2 separate regions of the Nothobranchius furzeri genome follow, and region 1 is linked to region 2. Evidence: chromatin contacts called from public Micro-C data. All regions are on one chromosome and are shown on one strand. Each heading gives the region's core, a stretch centred on a gene start, on an enhancer-like site or on the middle of the called end of the contact. The rest is flanking DNA. Distances are from core to core; before and after follow the strand shown.

Evidence for each region. Hi-C and Micro-C count contacts between places; a contact is called where the count stands out from the background.
Region 1: a contact with region 2 is called in a Micro-C map of tail fin, with 4 times the contacts expected there. The contact joins the enhancer-like site here to the promoter of nop58 in region 2. A contact is called at or near these places in 2 of 2 Hi-C or Micro-C datasets (skeletal muscle and tail fin).

The regions. Positions count from the first base shown.
Region 1 is chr2:74,335,964-74,342,304 of NfurGRZ-RIMD1, forward strand. adissp (adipose secreted signaling protein) reads left to right here. Exons shown (of 6, transcript XM_054747512.2): 5 at 2,349-2,474. Among protein-coding and RNA genes, the nearest start is that of trnan-guu, 4.4 kb to the left of the region's middle. Within about 2 kb of position 2,433, at least 1 of the 3 cell types and tissues checked has an H3K27ac peak or open chromatin away from gene starts, as enhancers often do. A contact at or near this core is called in tail fin, where this site is marked.
Region 2 is chr2:74,285,858-74,292,305 of NfurGRZ-RIMD1, forward strand. nop58 (NOP58 ribonucleoprotein homolog (yeast)) reads right to left here and starts at 3,109. Exons shown (of 16, transcript XM_015946469.3): 1 at 2,940-3,109; 2 at 2,285-2,361; 3 at 2,156-2,208; 4 at 1,819-1,943; 5 at 1,609-1,745; 6 at 1,365-1,429; 7 at 584-718; 8 at 286-431; 9 at 1-88. The coding sequence starts at 2,984. nufip1 (nuclear FMR1 interacting protein 1) reads left to right here and starts at 3,805. Exons shown (of 10, transcript XM_015946468.3): 1 at 3,805-4,249; 2 at 6,046-6,131; 3 at 6,281-6,382. The coding sequence starts at 4,030. It overlaps LOC129165746 (small nucleolar RNA SNORD11B), which reads right to left and starts at 239; the gene lies at 157-239.

The sequences.
Region 1 (6,341 bases), core at 1,183-3,682, 49 kb after region 2:
CGTCATTAGCCTCTAGTTTGAAGTGTCATCAGTTATGTGCCATCTCAAAACAAAGACAAGATGATCGCGTGTCAAACTTTTAATTAACTTTGTAATCTGTTAATACAATATACAATAAATGTAACAAATTTGCGCGTTAAAGAGGAGTGTTTTTTAACACTGTAATGTAGCGTGATAAAATAATTAGCATTTGTTACTTTAGAGCAAATACGTGAGATACATATGTGTTCTAAAGAAAAGGAAATAACCATCACTACGATTGTTGCTACAGCTATGAATACAAGTAACTATCTGTATATGTTAGCAGCTAGAAGGAGGTAATTAGCAGGAAGTGGTTCCTTTTAAGGTGCTTGTGTATCGCAGATGTGCTCTTGTGAAAGAAGAAAGATTTTGCACTCTACACTCTTCTCTTTTGTCTTTAAAATGCTCCCATACTTTTAAACTACGTTGCCGACTCGCCATGATGTCTTCTTTCTCTGGTGATTCTGATTCGAAGACCGATCTGGTTTGCCTCTACTGCGCATGTGCCTTGAGCAGAAAGGCAGCAAGCGGCCACTGAAGGTGCTGCAGCAGGCGATATTAAGAAATGCTTCATAGAATAAACAATGTTGACTATTAAATTTAAAGTTGACAGTTTTGTCGACGTCATCTTGACTAATTGACTAATCATGGCAGCACTACAATGTATAGATACTGATTGCTGTAATGCTAACTGCAGATAAAGGATAGCCTGAACTACTGCTAATGCTAGCCTAGGCGCCTAACGTTCTTGTTGGACAAGAGGGAAACAGACTGTTGGAACACCACTCACATTCCAGGATGTTTTGGGAAAAGCCAGACTATGAATGATTGCCAGATGGATCCATAGCTTGTTGTAATTTTCCTCATTTGTCTGCTAACAGCAGCTTCATAACCAGCCAAACACTCACTTCGTCCCTTGCTTGTCCAGACTGCTGCATCGTTGGCACCCCTCCCATCTTTTTTTCCTTAAACTTTTGTTACAATTTAATTTCCCAGCCTAACGCGGTCATTGAGCCATCGGGGTAAATGAGCCAATCAGCACACCGCTTATTTCATATTCATATCCTGGTCTGGTAAACAGGTATTCCCATTGTAGGGCTTTATTATGGGGATGTGTTAGGTCATCTATCAGCGCTCCTGGGGCATTTTGAGCCCCAAAATTTTTCATATGCGATGTGAAGGCTCTCGTAGAAGGAAACATGGTTTCTAATATGGTGTCAACCAAAGAATTAAGGGCTCTCTGACAGGCTCACAGAGGGTGATGGAGACATGTCCAAAATATTAAACATCTGTCGAAAGTGACCGAGACCGCACGCTTGTGATTGGTCAGGACGCCGCTTCCTGTACATTCATCACCAGCACTGCTGTAGCCAAGTTCAAAAGTAAACTGATATTTAGCGGCAAACCCAGAACAGATTGAAGAACGCATCGTGGAAAAAGTCCAAAAATACGAACATTTATTCACCCTTGAGTGAAGGAGTGAAGCTGTCATTTGATATCTTCTACGGTTTTTACGTCATTATTCTTTTATGATTTTTGGACATCTGCCGACAGAGTTGACAGTTTATGAAATCCCACGCACTTTTGTCTCTTAATGCTCTTTTATATATTTTGCCACTTCAACTAATCCTTTTATCAACATGTCTTCAGCACAAAAAGCTAGATGTATTCAGAGTACATAGCACAATAAAGGCAACATCTTAGGAAATTCTTCTGTGTCATCAGGGATTACTTACTGAAATGTGTCTGTCCTAAATGTGAAGCATTGGTTTTAGGTGATACAACCCTCCCCCCTCCTATTAGTGTTGGTAAAAACCCCTCTTAGATTAGCATCTGCAGTTTTATTGCAGCCTGCCAAAACAGGCTGAGGATGATCCTCTGATGGTAGTAAAACCTAGCCCGGCAAGCCAGACTAAATAAATGTATATATTTTTTATTATTTTATTATTATTTTTATTATTAATTTTTGTAAAGTTTTTTTTAAACTTTGCAAAGCAAGAATTTGGTCTAGTTCACTAGGCTAAGTAAAACCTGCAACAGGCCTGTAACAGAAGAAGGTCTCTGACCTTTACTTTCAGCTGAATGACACACCCTTTACATTACTCTGTGTGTGTGTGGGTGGGGGGGTGGGGGTGGGGGGGGGGCTACTATGTTTGATAAATTTATGACTTTACTTTGGAGTCAGCTGTCATGACCGTTTACTCTGCTTGCCGGTTCCTTGGTATTATTATGAATCACATCAAAGAGAAACAGCAGCTTATGCTAACAGATAATAAAAACTCACTCATTGTCCCTTTGTTTTGTCTTACCTGTCTGTGTGTCTATAGGAGGCCTAGAGATCACCTGTGAGTACCTGGCGCTGCAGGAGGGAGTCATGTGTGAGGAGGTGAAGCTGCTGAGCGAAACCAATGACCAGGTTTCTGTCAGAGTCACCGTTCACGCTCGAGTCATGGGTGAGGCTCTTTTTTTTTCCACAGCTCAGAGAAACCGGGAATTCAACGTTTGCACAAGCATCGACTTGTGATTCAACATAAGAATCAGAACAAAACCATGAATCATTTGGGAATTGCTCCATTACTAAAAGCAGGAAGACTTCCATTGTTATATTTCGGTTAAGGGTTTAATAGATGACGTGAGTGAATATGGAGATCACAAGTCTGCCTTAAATAGGCTTTGGTTATTTAATATTATTATTTACACTTGGATTATGACAAGTGTTTATTGTTATTTCAATTCAATTCAAAAATACTTTATTAATCCCAGAGGGAAATTGATTGCTGTAGTAGCTCAGAATAATAATAATAATCAAGTCATCAAAGAGTTATTGTATATTACAATGGCTGTTGGCAGGAAGGATCTCCAGTAGCGGTCAGTGTTGCAGCGAAACTGAAGAAGCCTCTGACTGAAGACACTCTTCCGTTGTCGGACAGTCTTGTGAAGAGAATGCTCAGGGTTGTCCATCATTTTCTTGATTCTCTGGGGAATCCTTCTTTGCATTATCTCCTCCAGTGGTTCCACAGTCGTCCCCAGAACAGAACCAGCCTTTTTTATTCGGCTGTTGAGCCTTTTCAGGTCCCTGCTTCTGATGCTGCTACCCCAACAGACGATGGCCGAAGAGATTACACTCTCAACAACAGACTTGTAGAAGATCTGCGGCATCTTGCTACAGACATTGAAGGACCTAAGCGTCCTCAGGAAGTGCAGTCTGCTGTGTCCCTTCTTGTAAACGGCTTCGCTGTTCTTTCTCCAGTCCAGCCTGTTGTCCAGGTGAACTCCAAGGTATTTGCATTCCTCAACCACCTCCACTTCTTCTCCCATGATGGAAACAGTGTTTGACTCCACCCTGGTTCTTATGAAGTCTAAAATCATCTCCTTTTGTTTGTTCACGTTCAAAGTCAGATGATTGTTTCCACACCATGCCACAAAGCGCTCCACCAGCTCTCTGTACTCGGCTTCCTGTCCATCTCTGATACACCCGACACCTGTGGAGTCATATGAGTATTTCTGTAGATGACAGGTCTCTGATTTGTACTGGAAGTCTGAGGTGTACAGGGTGAAAAGGAATGGTGAGAGTACAGTCCCCTGTGGTGCTCCAATGTTACTGATCGCCAGGTTTGATGTGCAGTTCTTCAGCCTCACAAACTGGTCTGTTTGTCAGGTAGTCTTTAATCCAGGCAATAGTTGAGGCCCCCCACCTGTGTCTTCTGGAGTTTCTGGCAAAGTTCATCAGGCTGGATTGTGTTAAATGCACTGGAGAAATCAAAGAACATGACCCTTACAGTGCTGCCCGCTTTGTCCAGATGACAGTGGATTGGTTGAAGCAGCTGGATGATGGCTCCATGGCGATAAGCAAACTGCAGTGGGTCCTGATATGTCCTAGTTTGCTTATTCAGGTGGACCAATAGGAGTCTCTCCAGGACCTTCATGATGTGGGATGTCAGGGCAACCGGTCTGTAGTCGTCATTGACAGATGGGCGAGTTTTCTTTGGAACTGGAACAAGGCAGGATGTCTTCCACAGGACAGGAACCTTCTCCTGGGCCAGGCTGAGGTTGAGGAGGTGCTGTAGAATCCCACAGAGCTGCTCTGCACAGGCCTTCAGTACTATGGGGCCGACACCATCTGGACCTGCAGCCTTGTTCCTGTTCAGTCTCTCCAGCTGCCTCTTCGCTGATTTCTAGAGACAGATAGGTGGGAGGGGGAGGTAACCGAGGCAGCAGCATCTCCTGACTTGGTTGAAGACAGATTTATAGAACCAGAAGAGTCCATGATTGCGTTAGAGGACAAAAGAGCTGGCGTGTGACAGGAAAATGTTGAATCAGAGGAGGATGGGATGTCTGATTGGCTGGGGATAGGCGAGGAGGTTGCTGGGTTTGTTCCTGAACTGAACCTATTGAAGAACTTGTTCAGTTCATTGGCTGTGTCCAGGCTGCCATCTGTGCAATCCTTCCTCTGCTTGAAGCCTGTGATCTTCTTCATCCCTGACCAGACATCTCTGATATTGTTCCTCTGTAGTTTGTTCTCCAGCTTCTTCCTGTATGCCTCCTTGCTGTCTTTGATCTTGATCTTCAGTTTCTTTTGTATACTCTTCAATAATTCCCTGTCTCCCTCCTTGAAGGCTCTTTTTTTCTCATTTAGCAGATTCTTCAGTTCACTGGTGATCCAGGGTTTGTTATTCGTGAAGCATCTCACTGTTCTGGTGGGTATGATGTGTCCACACAGAAGTTTATATAGTCAGTGACGCATCCAGTCATGGCATTGATGTCCCCTTCATATCCTTGGCAGAGAGTCATCCAATCTGTGGTCTCAAAACAACTCTGCAGGGCTTCTTCAGCATCCTGTGACCATTTTCTCACAGTTCTTCTTGTCACAGGTTGCCTCTGAACAAGTGGTTTGTATTCTGAGCAGAGAAAAACAAGATTGTGATCTGATTGTCCCAGAGGAGGTCTTGTTTTGGACATGGATGCAGTCTTTACATTTGCATAACACAAATCCAATGTCTTGTTTTCTCTGGTGGAGCAGCTGACAAACTGTTGAAATGTTGGAAGTGTAGCAGAGAGCGAGGCATGATTGAAATCACCAGATATAGCCACAAATACATTGGGGTGCTGGGCTTGTAGCTTAGCGACAACGGAACTGAGGGCATCACATGTACTTTCAACAATGGCTGAAGGTGGAATATAAACGGTTGCCAAGACAACACTGGTGAACTCTCTTGGCAAATAATATGGGCGACAACTTACTGCCAAGAGTTCAACGTCTGGGCTGCAGAGATGACATTTCACTGAAACATGACCTGGATGGAACCATCTGTTGTTGACAAGCACTGCCGCTCCACCTCCTTTTATTTTCCCGCTCCTCTTCAGATCTCTGTCTGCTCGTACCGTCAGGAATCCTGGCAGAGAGACTCTGGAATTGAGGATATGGTCCTGCAGCCATGTCTCTGTGAAACACATAACACTGCACTGCTGTTACTCTGGCTGAGTCCTTGAAAGGGCTTGGAGTTCATCCATCTTGTTGGCCAGTGATGTCACATTGCCCATTATGATCGATAGAAGAGATGGTTTGAATTTCTCCATGTCTCCATTTTGATCCCGCTCTGCACCCATGCTTCTTGCGTTTTAGCTCATTTGGGATTTGTGGCTTCAGTTGAGGTATTATTTCAGCCTTTCCAATGTTAATCAGCTGCTCCTGATTGTAAACCAGCTTGTTGCCATGGTTACGCATCATAACAAATGCTCAAAAAGTGAAAACAGTGAAAAAATAGCAGTGAAAATCCTCTAAGCCTGAGCACCAGAAACAGAAAAGTAAAATGTCCAAAAAAATACAAATTTTCTTGATAAACTAGAAGAGAAAGGCAAAACTTACATATAGTCAACAGAGCTACTCCAACATGCAGCCACCCAGAGCAGCGCAGTTCCGGAATTTTAATTTAACTAAATAACCAAATTTTCTAGTTCCTGAAATGTAATTTTTTAAATGTTTTTGTGTTTTTTTCTTTACTTGGATTACAGTTTAATATAATCCCTCATTGCATTAGATAAAGGATTGGTCAGAATCGCATAAATAAAATTTGTTTGTTTATTTTAAAATGTCACATTGCCCATTATAGTTTTATTATAATAAATATATTAAGTGTTTTTGAAGAAAAGCTGGTAGCTGTATGCTCATTTTACATCTGTTACTCAGTAAAGGTACATCTGCAAAATCTAAATATTTATAATAATCTTTCATCCATGTGGTTAACTAATGAAGCTAGCTTGTATTAATGATTTCTTTTTAACTTAGGCAAAACTTTTTAAATCAGTCTGAACCCTAGCAA
Region 2 (6,448 bases), core at 1,859-4,358:
CCATCACCGTCAGGTTGGGGGCGATTGCCATCATCCTGTTTTTCAAGTAGTCATAGAGTTGAGCGCGGTACTCTGAAATCTCAATCACCTGTAGAAAAACACAAAACACCTCAGATCCAGCAGAAGGGAACCGCCCCCCCCAAAGAGGAAGTCATGTGACTGTTCAGAAGAGGTAGTGACTAGAAACCCACACCAAGTTTTCAGGATAAAGACAGATGTCCTCATCATCACCACAGACACCATGACCCCTGATGCCCTTTGACCTTTACCCCGACAAAGCTGTACCTGATCACACAGGTGCCGGATGTTGTCGATGTCCTGTTCGGATACTTCTGTTCCCATGGAGATCTCAGCAGCTAGCTTCACCTCAGCCTCGATCTCCTCAGGGAGGATTTCTGACAGATCGGTGCTGGACACGTTTGTACGATCACCTGGGGCGGACAAGACGACCGTCCAATCAGTAAGACACTTCATAGTAAAAAGGTAAATAATTGCCCTTCCTTTATGGGTTTTGATAATTAAAACAAAAGCTGTCGTCTCTTTTTCACATCAGCCCAGGTGTTACTTAAACAACGAACCTTACCGACTTTGAGGACGGTTTTGCAGTAAGCTAGGTTGTCCGTGACGACCTTCCCCAGCTCGGGGAAGTGCCAGCCGTACCACTCTCTGCAGCGCATGATGTAGTTATTAAGCTCCTTGTCCAGGTCGTCCAGGAGGGCTGAGGACAAAAACACCCAAGCTCCGGTTATTGTGGACAAAGACAGCCAGGATCACAGAAAAGGACACCAGGGACACAAACTGGGCTTTCCTCAATTTTTCAAGATGTCTGAACCCACACGGCCCGGCGATGCTGCTACTAGCTTCTTCTGTGGGGTCACTGGAGGTGAGGTTCAGCCTAACCAAGTATCCAGGAACTTCTGATTTAAGCTTTTATCACGTCAGTTTAGTTTCCTCTTATAATATTTATAAGATCAATAACCATTATTATCAAGGGTGCTCTGACATTATGTTAAATCCTGACAAAAGACTAAATTTCTTCATAAATATTTATATATTAATCATCTGACTAACTTAAATCTTTCTATTTAAAATAAATGAACATTCGGCTGAACTGACAGTTTGATATTTCTTAAATTCAGATTTTTTATAGAATGGCTGAAATATTACTAATCCACCTCACAGGGGAGAACATTCAATCAAATCCTAAAAAAAAGAAATTTCTGAAATAAAATAGTTACTTTCTACAGGTTTCTGTAGATTTAGCCCGCTAATGTCTAACCCTAACCAGCTAATGCTGCATTCAGGGGTCATTATCACTAATATTGTATGAAAACAACACGATGCTTCATCAGCGAAACACTCACAAATGGCCTGAACGATCATCGTGTCCACTTTGTCCGGGCTGAACTTCAGCTTGTAGCGGGACAAACTGCAACAGGAGAGGGTGTTAGCTGATAAACAACAGACCAGGCGATAAACAGGAGCACAGGGGCAGCCTCAGTGGTAGTGACGAATGCTGATGGGAACATCTACATGAGGATCTCAGACAGCAATGTGTAATCACAGGCAGCAGCAGCAGCTGTAGTATAACCCCGGGGTGACCCTGACCTGTGAGCCAAGCCCAGAGACATGGCGCTCATCTCTCTGGGAGGAAGTCCAGAGATCAGACTCTCCATCTGGCTCCTGATGCATCTCATCAGCTCGGCTACTGCGGGGCTGTAGACGCAGTTCAGGTCCAGCTTGTCCTAAGAACACAAACTTGATCAGAAAATCTTTAACAGACAGATCTTCTGACGTCTGCAGAAGGATGAAACTCACTTTAATAACTCCACCCAGTTTAGCATCGCTGATGGCTAGCTCCTCATGAGCCTCCTTGGCCACGACTTTCTTCAGGATCTTCTTCAAACTTTTGCTGATTTTTCCCTCAACCAGAGCGGTGGCAGCTTCACAGCAGAGGTCAGAAACAACTGATTAAACCTAGATAAGCACACTTTAATAATCCCTGCTCCTATCCTGGACATCTTCTCTTATCTACTGGCTGAAGGGACAGGGTGGTCTCAGTGGTAGTGACGATTGCTGTGGATAACCTCATGCTTTTATCAGACACTGAAATCCATCACAGACCACCAACATAGACACAACAGAGTGTTTTTACCTGCCAGTGCCTCCGTCGTGTCCTGAAACTTCTCAAAGTGTTTCAGTTTCACACTGATGGAGGAAAAACAGATGTAAGCCCCCAGAGTGAGGTGTTGAGCTGAGGGTACTGAGACGTGTTCATACTCACATTTTGTTGGCTTTTTCAGGAGTCTCAAACTCCTTGTACAGGCTGTCCACCTGCTGCAGCTTTGATTCATTTAGGACCTAAAAACAAATAAACTTGAGCAACCAGACAATAAAAGCGTCTGTATGCTGGAAGCTAGGGAACTTGTGCATGGCAAGTGTTGCACCGAGCCAAACTGTCTTTTATAGACTTGAACGAAAAAAACAGCCACATGGGCAACATTGCTCTTGATACTTTGCTAGCACAAACACACAAACACACTTTAAGTGCATTTAGAAGGAACGACTCTACAATAACCTGACCGGATTAATTATCCTTTTATTGAGCGAGTGTACTACATTCTCTGTTGTGTTTGAGATCAAACTCAGCCAGCTTCCAGGAGCGCACGTGGTCACAGGCCCCTAACAGCATGCTAACTCATGTTAGCATTTGAGTTTAGAAACGAAGACGTGCACGTGAGATAGGAAAGCACACGGTGCCATATTCAAGCCCACACAGACACGTTTAGAGCTCGGTTGTTTTATTTCCCCTAATAACACCAACTTGTTACTTAAGGGCAAATTTATGTGTGACATTAGGATGCTAATCGAGGCTAACTACAGACATACGAGCGAAATATCGTACTTCAATCGGTAAACTGACAGAATGAAACACTCACTTTGAATATCGCATATCCAGCGGCGGTTTCAAATAGAACGAGCATGTTTGAAACTGCTCTGTTTTATTAAAGTGCTCTCTTTTCAGAGAGCTGACAGTTTTCGTCTCGGTCAGTCACCGCGATGGTGAGGCTCGGAAACCGCACGCGGTGCAGAGGAGCTGCTGCAGGGGGAAACTTCCGGGTTGCCAGATCCGTTAATTTGAACCAAAATCACCCAAACGTCAGTATTTCCTTTGTGTTTTAGCTAACTCTAAAAACAATAAATGTATTTTAAAACGCCATACACAGTAACTATAATAAATTTATGCAACTGTGTTGTTTTGTGTGTTCTTGAAAGCTTTTAACAAAGTAAATGTAATTCAATTCCATCTTTTTATTCCACCACCTTTATTTTATGATCGCATAGCAAAATAGTAAAACCACGTATTGTATTTTTTACTTATTATTTTTAAATTATCGTTATGTTCATTTTGTTAAAAAGTAAAAAGTTTATACATTTTAATTAAATGTCACAAACTGGATTTGATTTGGCAACGCCAGAGATGCGCGCAAACAAATCTCGCGAGAGGTTATGAGCACGGTATGTTGCTTTCACAGTAAAACTTAACGCCAAACTAACTGTTTACGCACTTTTAAACGATATTATTATTAATGATTCCATCATTAAAGTGACTGATCAATAAAACAGATAATATAATTAAACAATACGTGATGTTACTTAAAGAACAAAATGTAATAAAAGGAGAATTACAAACAAGTAGAGAATAAAAGAGAACAAACTCCCGTAATATAAGAATGACATTTTATGTAGCTAATTTTAAAGCACATAGGCGACTCCAGATGTGTGAAGATTTGTTTTAAAATATTTTTGTAGGAAATCTAATTTTCAGTTGTAATCCGGATAACTTGTAAATCCCAGTTCTGAGAAATTGAAAAGGAAATTCCGATCATCCAAAACGCAACACACTTTTTTCACGGAAGTGACGAACGCGTGAACTCTGGCAAAACACGAGCGCGTGGACTAATACCTTGAGCTAACTTTTACCGTTTTCTGGCTGGTAACGTTGAGTAAGGCACCGGAGCTGGAGCTATGAACGAACCAGAACGCTACCCTCCACCAGACTTCAGCTGTCCCCCTCCAAGCTCGTTCCACACGCCCCAGGAGCAGCAGCAACCTCGGGCCAGCAGCTTCCACCCCAGCATGTGGAGCTGGGGAGAGACGCCGTCCGAGCCCAGCTGGAGCTACTGGGTCAGTCCGAACTGGAGTCACGGACAGGCGGGAGGGTACCACGGTCAGACCCATCCACACTGTGAGACCTTTGGTGATTATGTTTCTAAAAGAGGACACCTCTCTCAATGTTTGTGTTTGGAATGCTTGATTATGGAAATCAATCAAAACCACAATTATTGTATAGTGAACTCCAGATGATCTAACATGATTGTGTGTTGGGAAATACTAGAGATCACATCTAAAAGAGACTGCAGACGGATTTGAGTTTATGATGACTAATTATGAGACCAGAATTACCCACAGTAGACTCTACATTGCAGTGGCCTGTTAGGCTCAATGAAATACAAAACCTACAACATGGGTATTATCAAAACGGAATAAATAAATAACTTAATAATGTCACAAAACTGAAGCTGTGATCAGCCAGAACTTGTGCTAAAACCGATGTTATGCTTATACATTATTTTGCCAAAGTCATAAATGAGAGACAACATCCCAACGTTGTGATGTCTCGTTTACTGCCATAAAATTGAAAGGCCCATTTAGGATGACAAATGTGTCAAATACATATTTTTGTAACTTTCAGTCATTACACTTGACCAGGGTCCACTTTAGCACAACTGATGAAATTAGGGATGGACAATATATCCGCATCTATATCGGTATCGGCCGATGTTAGTCATTTTTTAACAAATTTGTATCAGTTCGATAAATAAACCTGGGCTGATATTAACAACCGATATTTTTTCCGTCTCGTCTCCATTTGTTTGCCTTTTTCAGATGGTGGTGGTGGTGGTGGGGGGATGTGTGTCTGTTTAGTCATGTGAAGAGTGAATGAAATCAACTCAGAACCATAAATGTGTGTGATGTGTGTACATAATAACATGAATTCAACTTTAATAATTTTCATTCTATACAAAATCTGCTGATTTTAGAAGCAATAATGTCAGTTTATCGGTACTGGCAAATATCGATTATCACCCATAACAGTGATCTTAATATCGGATATTGTTTACGGCCCAAAAATTTCACATCGGTGCATCATTTGAAGAAATCCAGTTTTAATCAATCAGTCACATGATCGCAACATAAACAGACAGCGCTGCTATAAAAGCATAGAAGAGCTTCTACGGAAGCCTCAAGGTCCAAACAAGGAGTTGGTGAACACAAGGTGTGTTGTCTCAGGAGCTTTGATGTTTAGAAATGGAAACTTGTAGGCAGTGTTGTTTTTGGCGGGCATCTCTTTGTCTTGATGACAAAAATACATTTTAGTCTTAGTCAGTTTTAGTCCACTAAGATTTTTGTTTTGATATTTACAAGTATTATTCTCTAACAAATCAATTTATAGATCAGACAGACATGTACTCTGAGCTACAGGAGAGAGTTTCATACCAACAATTTATTTTATGGCTTTGGGACACAATCTCAGCTGCCCCAGATTTGGTAAAACAATAATCCCCAGACTGATATAATTTGTCTGTTTTGGTGCCAGGCTATAAACATGTTTATTTCTGCTGTGAAATTGGTATTTTTAACATGGGAGTCAATGAGGATTTGCTCAGCCCCCAGCGGATGAGGGTGGAACTGCAATTTTTGGTACTTCCGGGTTGAGACCAATTTTAGAGCCGCATTGTGGGGCTTGGTGTCAACGAAATCAATTCATCATCGTTTTCCTTAACGAAAACAACTCTGCTTGTATGAAAGCATTACTGGGGTACATTTTGTTGTGTGATGCACAACCAGTGTGTTTAGTCCTCGTTCAGCCATCTTTACTTGCATTAACTTTTTAAATCGCAAGACTATCTTAGGATTAGAAGTCACAAGCTAGTGGAGATCACTTTTATTTAAAAAAGAAGTTGCACTTTCTGTGTTCAGATCAGAACGTTGGACAGCAGTGGTATCAAGGTGGACGTCCAGGTGGGAGACAAAACTTCAGACCTTCTCATCAAAACGGGAAGAAGGTGACTCATTTGAGCATTGTTTGGCCACATTTGATTCATATTTAGTGATTCATATTTAGTGATTCATATTTAGTGATTCATATTTAGTGATTCATATTTAGTGTATCTATTGGAGTAAAATGATCCGATCTTAACTTGATCTTCAGCAGAAGAATAAGAAAGAACCTGAGTATTCTCATTACTGTGACACGTGTGATCGGGGCTTCAAAAACCTGCAATTGTACAATGAACACGTGTCTCAACACGTCAAGGTATTTCATTAATTCAGTTTTCTATCATTTGGTGTTGTTTTTTTTAAAAATCTATTCAACATGTTT